Linked DNA regions of Mus musculus: regions 1 and 2 are each linked to region 3. The links are chromatin contacts, called in public Hi-C maps. All regions are on one chromosome and are shown on one strand. The core of a region is the stretch at or near the end of the contact, and the rest is flanking DNA. Distances in the headings are between cores, read along the strand shown.

The links. Hi-C and Micro-C count contacts between places; a contact is called where the count stands out from the background.
Region 1: a contact with region 3 is called in a Hi-C map of pre-megakaryocyte-erythroid progenitors, with 5 times the contacts expected there. The contact joins two enhancer-like sites. A contact is called at or near these places in 2 of 484 Hi-C or Micro-C datasets (embryonic stem cells and pre-megakaryocyte-erythroid progenitors).
Region 2: a Hi-C map of hematopoietic stem and progenitor cells shows a contact between it and region 3, with 2.5 times the contacts expected there. The contact joins two enhancer-like sites. A contact is called at or near these places in 3 of 15 datasets of contacts at CTCF or cohesin (embryonic stem cells, pro-B cells and stem cell-derived epiblast-like cells), 130 of 484 Hi-C or Micro-C datasets (the 63-12 cell line, the AtT-20 cell line, B cells and 70 more), 9 of 115 datasets of contacts at active chromatin or transcription factors (astrocytes, bone marrow-derived dendritic cells, cardiomyocytes and 4 more) and 1 of 9 other capture datasets (bone marrow-derived macrophages).

What each region holds. Positions count from the first base shown.
Region 1 is chr9:116,159,784-116,162,936 of GRCm38.p6, reverse strand. All of the region lies in intron 1 of Tgfbr2 (transforming growth factor, beta receptor II), which reads left to right. Among named protein-coding and RNA genes, the nearest start is that of Tgfbr2, 14 kb to the left of the region's middle. Within about 2 kb of position 1,791, at least 70 of the 459 cell types and tissues checked have an H3K27ac peak or open chromatin away from gene starts, as enhancers often do. A contact at or near this core is called in pre-megakaryocyte-erythroid progenitors, where this site is marked.
Region 2 is chr9:116,057,374-116,060,310 of GRCm38.p6, reverse strand. The region is part of intron 14 of Gadl1 (glutamate decarboxylase-like 1); the gene reads right to left. Among named protein-coding and RNA genes, the nearest start is that of Gm31014, 4.4 kb to the right of the region's middle. Within about 2 kb of position 1,645, at least 55 of the 459 cell types and tissues checked have an H3K27ac peak or open chromatin away from gene starts, as enhancers often do. A contact at or near this core is called in hematopoietic stem and progenitor cells and hematopoietic stem cells, where this site is marked.
Region 3 is chr9:115,707,163-115,710,539 of GRCm38.p6, reverse strand. No RefSeq gene overlaps it. Among named protein-coding and RNA genes, the nearest start is that of D330037F02Rik, 43 kb to the right of the region's middle. Within about 2 kb of position 1,954, at least 66 of the 459 cell types and tissues checked have an H3K27ac peak or open chromatin away from gene starts, as enhancers often do. A contact at or near this core is called in hematopoietic stem and progenitor cells, hematopoietic stem cells and pre-megakaryocyte-erythroid progenitors, where this site is marked.

The DNA.
Region 1 (3,153 bases), core at 542-3,041, 450 kb before region 3:
GTTTAGTTTACAGACTCTTGTTAGACATAGGGTAGAAATATTTTGGGGTGTGAGTGTGTGTGTATGTGTGTGTAAATCTGTATGTAGGTGCACATATACTTGTGTGCAAAGGTAGGGACATCTTGGTTTCCATTCTGCAGACATCATTTACCTCGTGTGTTTGAGGCAGGGTCTCTCACTATCCTGGTTGGCCAGGTGCCCACCAGTCTCTACCATCTGTGCATCATGAATGCATACCACCTAATGGCTTCTGGGGGTAGAGAGGATCCATTTTCTTCAAGGGTGTGGCTCTTGGTAGTTCACTCACAGCCCAGTGGATGCTCTACACCCCAAAGTATATAAAAAAATGTTAAGAAGAGAACATGTAGTTGGGGGATGAAGAGGAGGGGCAGCTATAGGAGGAGCTAAGGAAATGCGATCAAAATACATTGTCAGCAAATTAATAACAATAGTGATTTGGTAAAGGAAAGAAACAAAGAATGAACAAAAAAGACCAAGAGAAGAATGCACCCACAATGCACCCCGCATGTTCAGCGTTTTACATGGTGCTGAGACACAACTCGGGTCCTCATGATTTCTAGACAAGCCCCTAGCCACACAGCCATCTCTCATCTCCAAGGGTAGGGATGGCTCTCAGTGTTTCTCTTGTGACACATATATCCTATTCACATTTTAGTCTCTGGAACCACTATACTCGGAGGAAACGGTCATTTGATATCATTCCCTTCACAAAATATGTAAAAGGAAAAATCAAACCACAGCATTTGACTGACAGTCTGGAACCTCTCAGGTTATGTGGCTCTGAACTGAATGCAGCAACCCTCTCGACCCGTGCTGGGCACTTGTATTTTTATCATGACCATTGTTAGGAAGACTTCTGTGGTTGTTGTCCACATGGCCGTTCTCAATACCATCTCCTTCCCTTTGGTGAGCAAGGGGCCATGTAGGCTTTAATCCACACTGGTCCCTTTGTACCTTGGCATCTCTTAAATCGCCCTCCACACTCAGGGCTGAGTGTGTGCACACCTAACACGTTCACAAATTAATGGTAGTTGTTTGGGGAGTTAGTTCTCAAATTTTCAATATTGCTGCCTGTTAAATGATTCATTTATTTACATAATTTACACGGTAAATATATTTTTTTCTTCTTTAAACATCCATTTGTTTATTTTGCTTACATGTAGAAGAGGAGAACATGGGATGGCAAACGTGCGGAGGCAGGAGTGTAATTCATTCCAGAGAGTTCTCTGTTTCCATTGTGTGGGCCCCTGAGACCAAAATCAGGGCCTTATGCTTGGATGGCAAGCACTTCAGCCACTGAAGCCCCTCCTTGGCCTATCCCCTATCTTTTCCCAATTTTGTTACCTTTTTTTTGAGAAGCTTAATTTGCCAAAGCTCAGGAAGAACTCCCTAGATGTTGCCCAGCTCTCTGGACATTGACTTTAACCTTCCCCGAGTGGACCAGACCACTGCTCGCTGGCCTCTGTACTTTACCCAATCCTAAGGCAGCTTTAAACCCTGCCTATTTCCATGCTCCAGCATTCTCAGTTCCTGTCTGTGATAAACACATTAAGTAATGTTGTCACCATAAATAGTTCTCAGGACTAAGTTTCTGACCTTTCCAATAATTTTTTTCTCATTTAAAAAAAAAAAAAACCTTTGCCATCAGAACTGTATATGATAAAAGAAAGAAGAATGAAAAAAATGCCCACTGCCTGTTTCATGCTGCTTCCTGTTGTATCAAATCTCAACAGCGTCATCAGGCTGACCTGCAATCCTTGGGGTGTTTACAGCAGAGCCCTGTTGGGTGAACTGCAGAGCTGCTTGGTGTTAGCTTTACTCTTCAGTTAAGCAACCACAGCACCAACTTTCTCTCGAAGACTCTCCAGGCTTCTCCGTGGTCACCCTTGACTTTAATCAGTCTGTACATATTTCTGTCGGTTGAATTTCCCTTGGCTCGGTCTTCTGTGGGTTTTCGCCCTGAGACCTTGAGGACCACATAGCTTTCCTTCCCCATTGAGGTCAGAGTCCTCTGTGTGCCTCATCCACACACTAGACAATGCCTCGCAGATCCATTTCATGAGAACATGCCTAGGTCAGACGGAGTCTCCTCTCTTTTTCTGCTATTGCATATGTCATGCCCTGACTCCTAATTAGTTAATCAATTAATTATTAATGATTTATTTTGGGTGTGTGTTTATGGTTTCTGTTAGGATATACATTTGTGTGTATACTCATGGGATGTGTGGAAGTGGGGACTGGGTGTGTCTATGGTACACGGTAAGGGTTACCATAGACACACCCACCCACCTGCCATTGGTCACCTTTTAAAACTGGTAAAAACATTTCTCTCCCAAGATTTTAATGATGATGTTAGTGAGGGTGCTTGTGGTCATTACATAACCAGTTATACCGTTCAGGGTGTTGCTAGGCATTGTCACAAACTTAAGAGTATCGATCGCCTCTCACCCACTTATTAATGGAAGGACTAGGATGTCTCTAGGGCACAGAAGAACTCCCAGTTTCTTCCTAAGGAGGATTGATTTTGTTATTTGACAGTTCTGTGATGCACATCACGTATTCTGACTGCTTCCTCTTCACAGTCTCTCTTATCTCCCCGCCAGAACCCCCATCCTTCCCCTACCCAGGCAGTACATGACTTTTGGGTTTATGACCCATTTTGATAAGCAGGGCCACACGTGTGACAGTTGAGTTGGCTGCATACACTTCCAGCTTCTTAACAGCTCAATGGTATCTTCTTGAATCACAGCTACAACTTTAACTCCCATCAACTAAGTCCATTGGTTTGGTCTCTGCTGATGTGCAATAACAACTTCCCACTTCCACCTCTTTTTTCCCTCTTGGCATACATATGCATGTATTGCATATATGTGTATATAGTTCCTCTGTGTGTGTGTGTGTGTCTGTGTAAGCATGTTGAGAACAGAGGTTAATGTTAAGTGTCTCTTTCTATTGTTCTGTATGTTGTTGTTGTTGTTGTTGTTGTTGTTGTTGTTGTTGACAGAACCTCTCGTTGAACCTGGAGCTCATCAACTCCATTAGACTTCCTGGTCAGCAAGTCCAGGATCCTTCTGTCTCTACCCACACAGCAATAGGACTGTATGTAAACACTGTTATGTCCAGCTTTTGTCT
Region 2 (2,937 bases), core at 396-2,895, 350 kb before region 3:
TGTCTCTGCTCCCATGTCACAGCACTAAGACTCCATACTGGTGACTCACCCAGCTTTTTTACTTGGGTTCTAAAGGCAGGTCCTTGTGCTGGTTCAACGCGAGCTTTACTGGCCAAGGTGTCTCCATCTCCCCAGCCTTGTGAGCTTTAAACTATGGAAGAGCCACAAAGCACGGTGACTTTAGCACAGACCAGATTCAACAATTTATCCTACCCGCCTCTTGGGAGGTAGACCAGCACGCTCTTGTGTTGGCATCTCTGAGACTGGAGTCAGCATGGCCACAGTTTCCTCCCACAGCCTCCATGGTGTGAATGGCACATAGGGGCCTGAGGAGGTGGATACCAGGGTGCCAGTGTTTTGAAGCGAGCCTCAGACAGCCATGGTGGTCTGCAGTGAAGAGGCCCTTGGGCAAGAGAACCCAGCTATCAAAAAATTAAAACTTGTCTGGCCTCAATAGTTTCTATCAGAAAAATCAGTGCCAATTGCACCTGTTTTGCAGCATGCCACACTCAAAAGGCATTCAGTAAGTACCACACCATTCAGTAACGAGTGGGGGCAGCTAAAGTTTTTAACCCCAAGAAGAGAGCTGAATATAATTCAACGTTCACATTCTTTTTTCTTTTCTTTTCTTTTCTTTTCTTTTCTTTTCTTTCTTTCTTTCTTTCTTTTTTTTTTTTTTTTTGGCTTTTCAAGACAGGGTTTCTCTGTATGCTGTGACATACTTTAGTTAGTGGGAGAAGAGGAGGGTTTGAAATTGCTGTAAGAATACATAATTAGGGATGCAGGTTTGCCCAGGGGAGACCTAATTTATGTGTGAGCCTGTTGTCATGGTTACAGCATCCACAAGACTGAAAGTGTCCTAAGTGAGATCATCCATATACTGTGGTCACCAGACCCACATAATCTACTTAAAAATGATGTTTCTGTTTTCATGCTGTGCAAGTGTAGGCTTGCACACTTGTATGCTGTGCCCGTGAAGCCCAGAAGAGGGCACTGGGTGCCCGGGAGCTGGAGTTAGGGGACAGTCATGAGCAAGAGTGGGTGTGGCTTTAAACTCTGAACCAAAATAAACTCTCGCTTCCCTAAATTGCTTTGTATTTTCTCACAGGGTAGAACAGCACCTGCCCAGGGTTTTCGCAGGAAGCAAGAGAACTGAGATGTGCCAATGGCATACCAAGGCAATCTGAAACAATGGAGAGTCCTTGTGCAAGGTCATTGCTGTGGCACCCTGCACACCTTTAATCCTATCACTCAGCAGGCAGAGGCAAGTGAATCTGTGTGAGCTCAAGTCATGTTGGTCTGTTTAGTGACTTCCAGGCTACACAGGGACACTGTGTCTACAGAAATAGTACTTGTTCTAGTGGATGGGACAATTATCTCTCAAGTTCTCGAATACATGACTACTAAGTTAGAAGATGTATAGGTGTGAGGCTATCGCTGGCTAAGCAAGACAATACCAATAAGCTGGTGGGACTTTGGCATCTACTGGGAATGGGAACTCTTCGAGGCCACTGACCCTAACCACTTCTGGGCATTCCATCATTGTACATATACAACTATCAAATCTTAGGTAGTTTCATATATGTGAAGGAGATATCCTGCCAACCAACTTCCTTTTAAAAAACTAAACACTGCCACTACCCACAAACAGACATGGTGTTTCCTCACATGCGTGAGGAAGTGACTTACGGACATTCTGATATCAGTCTTCTTGGTTGAACTGCCTAGAATAACTCTGTTTTGTCCTAGTTTTAACAAAAATCCATCTTGTGCTTCGCCCCACTGCTCCCCAGGCCCTGTTGACCATACTAAGCAGAACATAGTTTCAGTTTGGGACCTTCCATTGTTTTACAACATAAAGCAAATCAACAAGGTGCAGCCTTTGAGCCTTTGGAAACAAAACCTGCAGAAACTTCCACCCGTTGGCCTTCTTCTAGCTTGGTGTGATTGTGGGCTTGAGCCCTTTTGAGCCATGGCAAATGTAGGGAGTCCCCTCTGCAAAGGGTCTGCTCTTCACCAATCTGATCTTCACTGAGAGACCTGGAAAACTGAAACCAAAACCTAAGTCCTATTTCCCTCTCCCCAGCTCCTGGGAAGACCCTTCCAATATGAGGCAGAAAAGGCAGTGTATCAGTTTGTCTCTCACATGTGAAGTCCTCCTTTTGTGCTTTCCCCCTGGATTACAAAGTCCAGTGTGGTGCAGGGTCAGCGAATCTGTTGCTCTATTTTTATCGATATCTGAAGAGAAGCCCACAGGGACATCTTTTGGGAAGTAAATGGTAATTGTGTGCAAATGAGAAAATAAAACTTTTCATGGAATAACAGATCTCTCCAGGCGGGAAGAAGGGGCATTCCGTAGCTTCCTTTTGAAAGCAGTGCAATCATAATGAGAAGCAGCTCAAAGCCTCCATCCTAAAGGGATGTGGAAAAGGGCAGTGCCCGCTCCACGGCCAGTAAGGACCACCCAGAGCATCAAGAGCCTGGGGCTCGGGTTCCACGGCTGACCTGAGAGATGGTAAGGAGTGTGTCACCTCCGTGCATAAATGTTTAAGTTTCCTGGTGGTGAAGATATTTAAATATAAATGAGCCAAGGATAAAAAAAAAAATTTTTTTAAATGCCTATGAAATTTTACTGCCCAGGAGTCTGGATTTGTCAAAGTCGAAGCCAATGAAGCAAATTAAGCTTTGGCTTGTCTGCTGAGGGGAACAGACAGAAACTGGCACTCGAGGATGAAATTATCAAGAATTTCACTAAAAAAAGAATCTTCTTCACCTTGCTGAGAGCCAACAACCATAGGGTAGTAGTGGCCTCCCCCTCTCTCTTCCTGCCTCCCTCTATTCCTTTCTTCCTTCTAGCTGTTTCTCCCTCCATTCCTTCCTTCCTTTCTTTTAAAACAGTTTTCTGAAAAATACTCCAACATATGCTTTGAGGGCAAT
Region 3 (3,377 bases), core at 705-3,204:
ATTCTATGTCATTAACTTAACACAGTACAACACAGCATCGATTGCCCACGTCCACTCTGTGGGAGCCTGCCATGTTTAATGAGAAGTAAACAAGAGAATGTGGAAACAAACGGTCTCTGGGCATCCATCAGTCAGTGACCAAAGCAATGTAAGCCCATCTTGCATGAGAAAAGAAATCTCGGTGTCCTGGCGTGGGAGCACCCTCAGGGACAACTTGTTGGGAGGGAAGGATGCAGGTGACCTGACCACTTTTTTTTTTCTTTCTTTTTTTGTCACCAGATGAATGTTACGAGTGTCCCTTCGGTGTGGGGGTGTAGTGACATCTAGTGGACAACCTGTTGATTGATGTCTGACCTCAAATGACACTGCAGAATTTGGTGATTCTTGAAAAGACACCGGAGAAATGAAAGCGAAAATATAAATATGAATTTGCTACATTCTCATGATCAAAGAAAGTTCCCTCAACTTATGTTTTGTATATTTTTTGAGACTTTTTCACATTAAAATGCAGTCTTGGGGACTGGAGACGCTCACTAGGTAAGAACTCATTTGGTGGACTGTTCTTATAGAGGACGCGGTTCTGTTCCAGCCATTCACAATCATCTGTAAACCCAGTTCCGAGGGAGATCTTGTGACCTCTGTTTTCTCTGAGGGTATTGCATGCAAATGAGCCCCCCACACATAGACAAAGCATTCATACACATAAGATAAAAGTAAAAAATAAATTAAAAACATTTAAATACTGTTCTGATGTCGTATACAGTATTGATTCATAATTAGGTATCTAGCAAAATTAACAATGTTGTCTGTAGATAAAACAGTAATCCAACTCCTGAGACACTTCAAAGTCGTTATGCGAGTTGTTCTACAATCTAGAATTGGAGTGGGGTGGGGGGGTGGGGGCGAAGCAATACCAATAAGGAATTTGAGGATTTTGAGAAATTTTCTCAAATAAAAATTTCTTTTTCAGAGATGGGAATGGTTGTTCTGGATCCGATCCTGATGGGAAAATCGGGGCATTTGGAATCAAAAGAGGTTTGTGAGCCTGGTTTCTCTCGTTTCATTGATCAAGAGAGCCGGTGATACAGATCCTATCAATCTGGTTTATTGAATGATATCTTGTAAGAAGTAATTAGTGTTAAGACACGAGCAGAAAAAAATAGACAAGATCTGTCTCTCTGACTTTTGAATCGGGAACCAATTGAGAAACAGACGACAGAGTCAATGAGACAAAGGCTTAAAAATACAAATTTCACACTTGGTAGAGCGGATTAGACTCTTCCTCAGCCTGCATTCAACACAGACTTTGTGAATCCTGGGCTTTCCTCCTGGGTTCAATTGATAGTGACATGATTGAAGGCTGCGTGTCTCATGCAGTTCCTACTTTACCCGAGATTGTATTTTGTTCCGTTTTCTGCTTTTATCCTTTCCTAACACAAAGGTCTTCAGCCGTTACCCAAAACTTGGGGATGGGGTAGAGAGGAAGCAGGGTGAGTTTTCAATATCTTACTTGAGAGTTGTTGACCACATCTATGTAGAAAGTTACTTCTTCTCCCTTGGACAATGTACTTGGCTTGCCACTTATTTGAATGGAACCCAAACCCTGATGCCTCTTGTTAATTGGTAGGTACAGTTCTCCACTGACAGATGGGATATGCAAATGAATGTTTGCCAGGCCTTATATCAAAACCCAGGCTTGCAGAGATCTGCTCAGGAAACCAACCCATTATCTAGAGTGTCCAGCCCTGGAAGCCAGCCTATTTCAGACTTGCAGTCAAGTTGATTTCTAGTAAGCCAGACTGCTGTTTGGAGTAACGGTCTAGGAAACCAAACAACAGCCCATGACCACTGACCCCAAAGATCAGTCACTGACAGGTCCCTAAGTGCATCCAATCAGAGAAAGCCAAATGCACGCTGCTAACCAATCAGAGGGAGTGCCTCTCTTCCTAATGAACCACCCACAGCGTCTCTGTGCCAGATTTAGACAGCTCTCTTTCCTCCCCCCTTTCTCCCGTCCTGAGCATGCTCCAATCTGTAAGTGACTGCGGCTACGCCTTTGTCCATGCAGGCTGCTTTTGCTGTCCTCATTTGGTTGATTTCCATTTCCTTCCACAGTCCTGCAGGGAAGAGGCCCTCGGGTTTGTGTATATTTCCCTGCAGAATGTTACTTGGTTTTATATATATCCTAAGAATTCTATTTTAACACCCCTCTTGCTAATGCTCCTCATGTGGTCATGGGATCATCGTGACTTGCTTACTAGTTTGCATGTTAATGAGCTGGCTGGATGGTGGGCATGCATTCACTCTAAATCTGTATAGGACTTAGCCATTTGCCTTTTTGGAGATTACACATTGAAAAGAGACAGAAACAGAATGCCAGATACCATCTAAGGAGAGATCCAAATTTTCATTTCATTAAAAGCTATGTTATGAGAGGAAATTGAAAACCTGCAAGACCTACCAGATGTGGTCAAAACTGTAAAACAGATACATCATAATTATTTGTTGAAGGGATTTACCAAACTGTCTCACATTATTATACAACACGAAACAGCACAGTGCTGAGTCTTCCAACTTGAAATTTATATTAAGTCATGTTGGTCTGTACCCAAGCCTTCAAATAATATGTAAACATTGATGTTTCTCTCTCAAGGGTGTGGACCAGAGGGGAGTACTACCTCTGACCTGCAACCATCACAAGGCTGCACAGCTGGGTTCTGTGCCCACACTGAGTAGTGCTCTGTCCCCATTACGGTGCAGAGGAGGAAGAACCCCGAAAGAAGGTAACCACAGTCCTGAGAATGGACAGAGGTCTATGGTACAATGAAGTTCACAGTCTCAAGGCAAAGGAGAGAAGATGGGTGACTTGTAAAGTGCACAAGTATCTGAACATGAGTTTGATACCCAGCACCCAGTTAGAAGATGGGAGTAGTGGGCACAGTCTTGTAATCCCAGCATAGGAGAGACAAAGCCAGGCAGATCTTGGTCTGGCCAGTCAGCCTTTCGGAATCGATAAGCCTCAGGGTCCCAGAGAGAGACACTATCTCAGAAACGGAGGCTCATGGGAATGACAGCAGTGTTGGCCTCTAATCCCCACAGGCACCAAACACGTGCCCACACCCACGTATACACAAAGGTCCATGTTGGGAGTGGCTCAGCAGTGGGCAGAGATGCATTTCTAAGTTCTGTGGATCTCCCCACAGTGCAGTCTTCAGAGCGTATCAGAACCATTAGGCACAAGCCTCACTGTGTACCAGTCCCTATAAGAACTAACAGTGAAAGTTAATAATCTCCTGCATGCCAACCCCAGGGCCCATGGAAGTCAGGGACCATGTGTATTATTAATGTAACAAATAAATCTTCTGAAAATCTTGTGA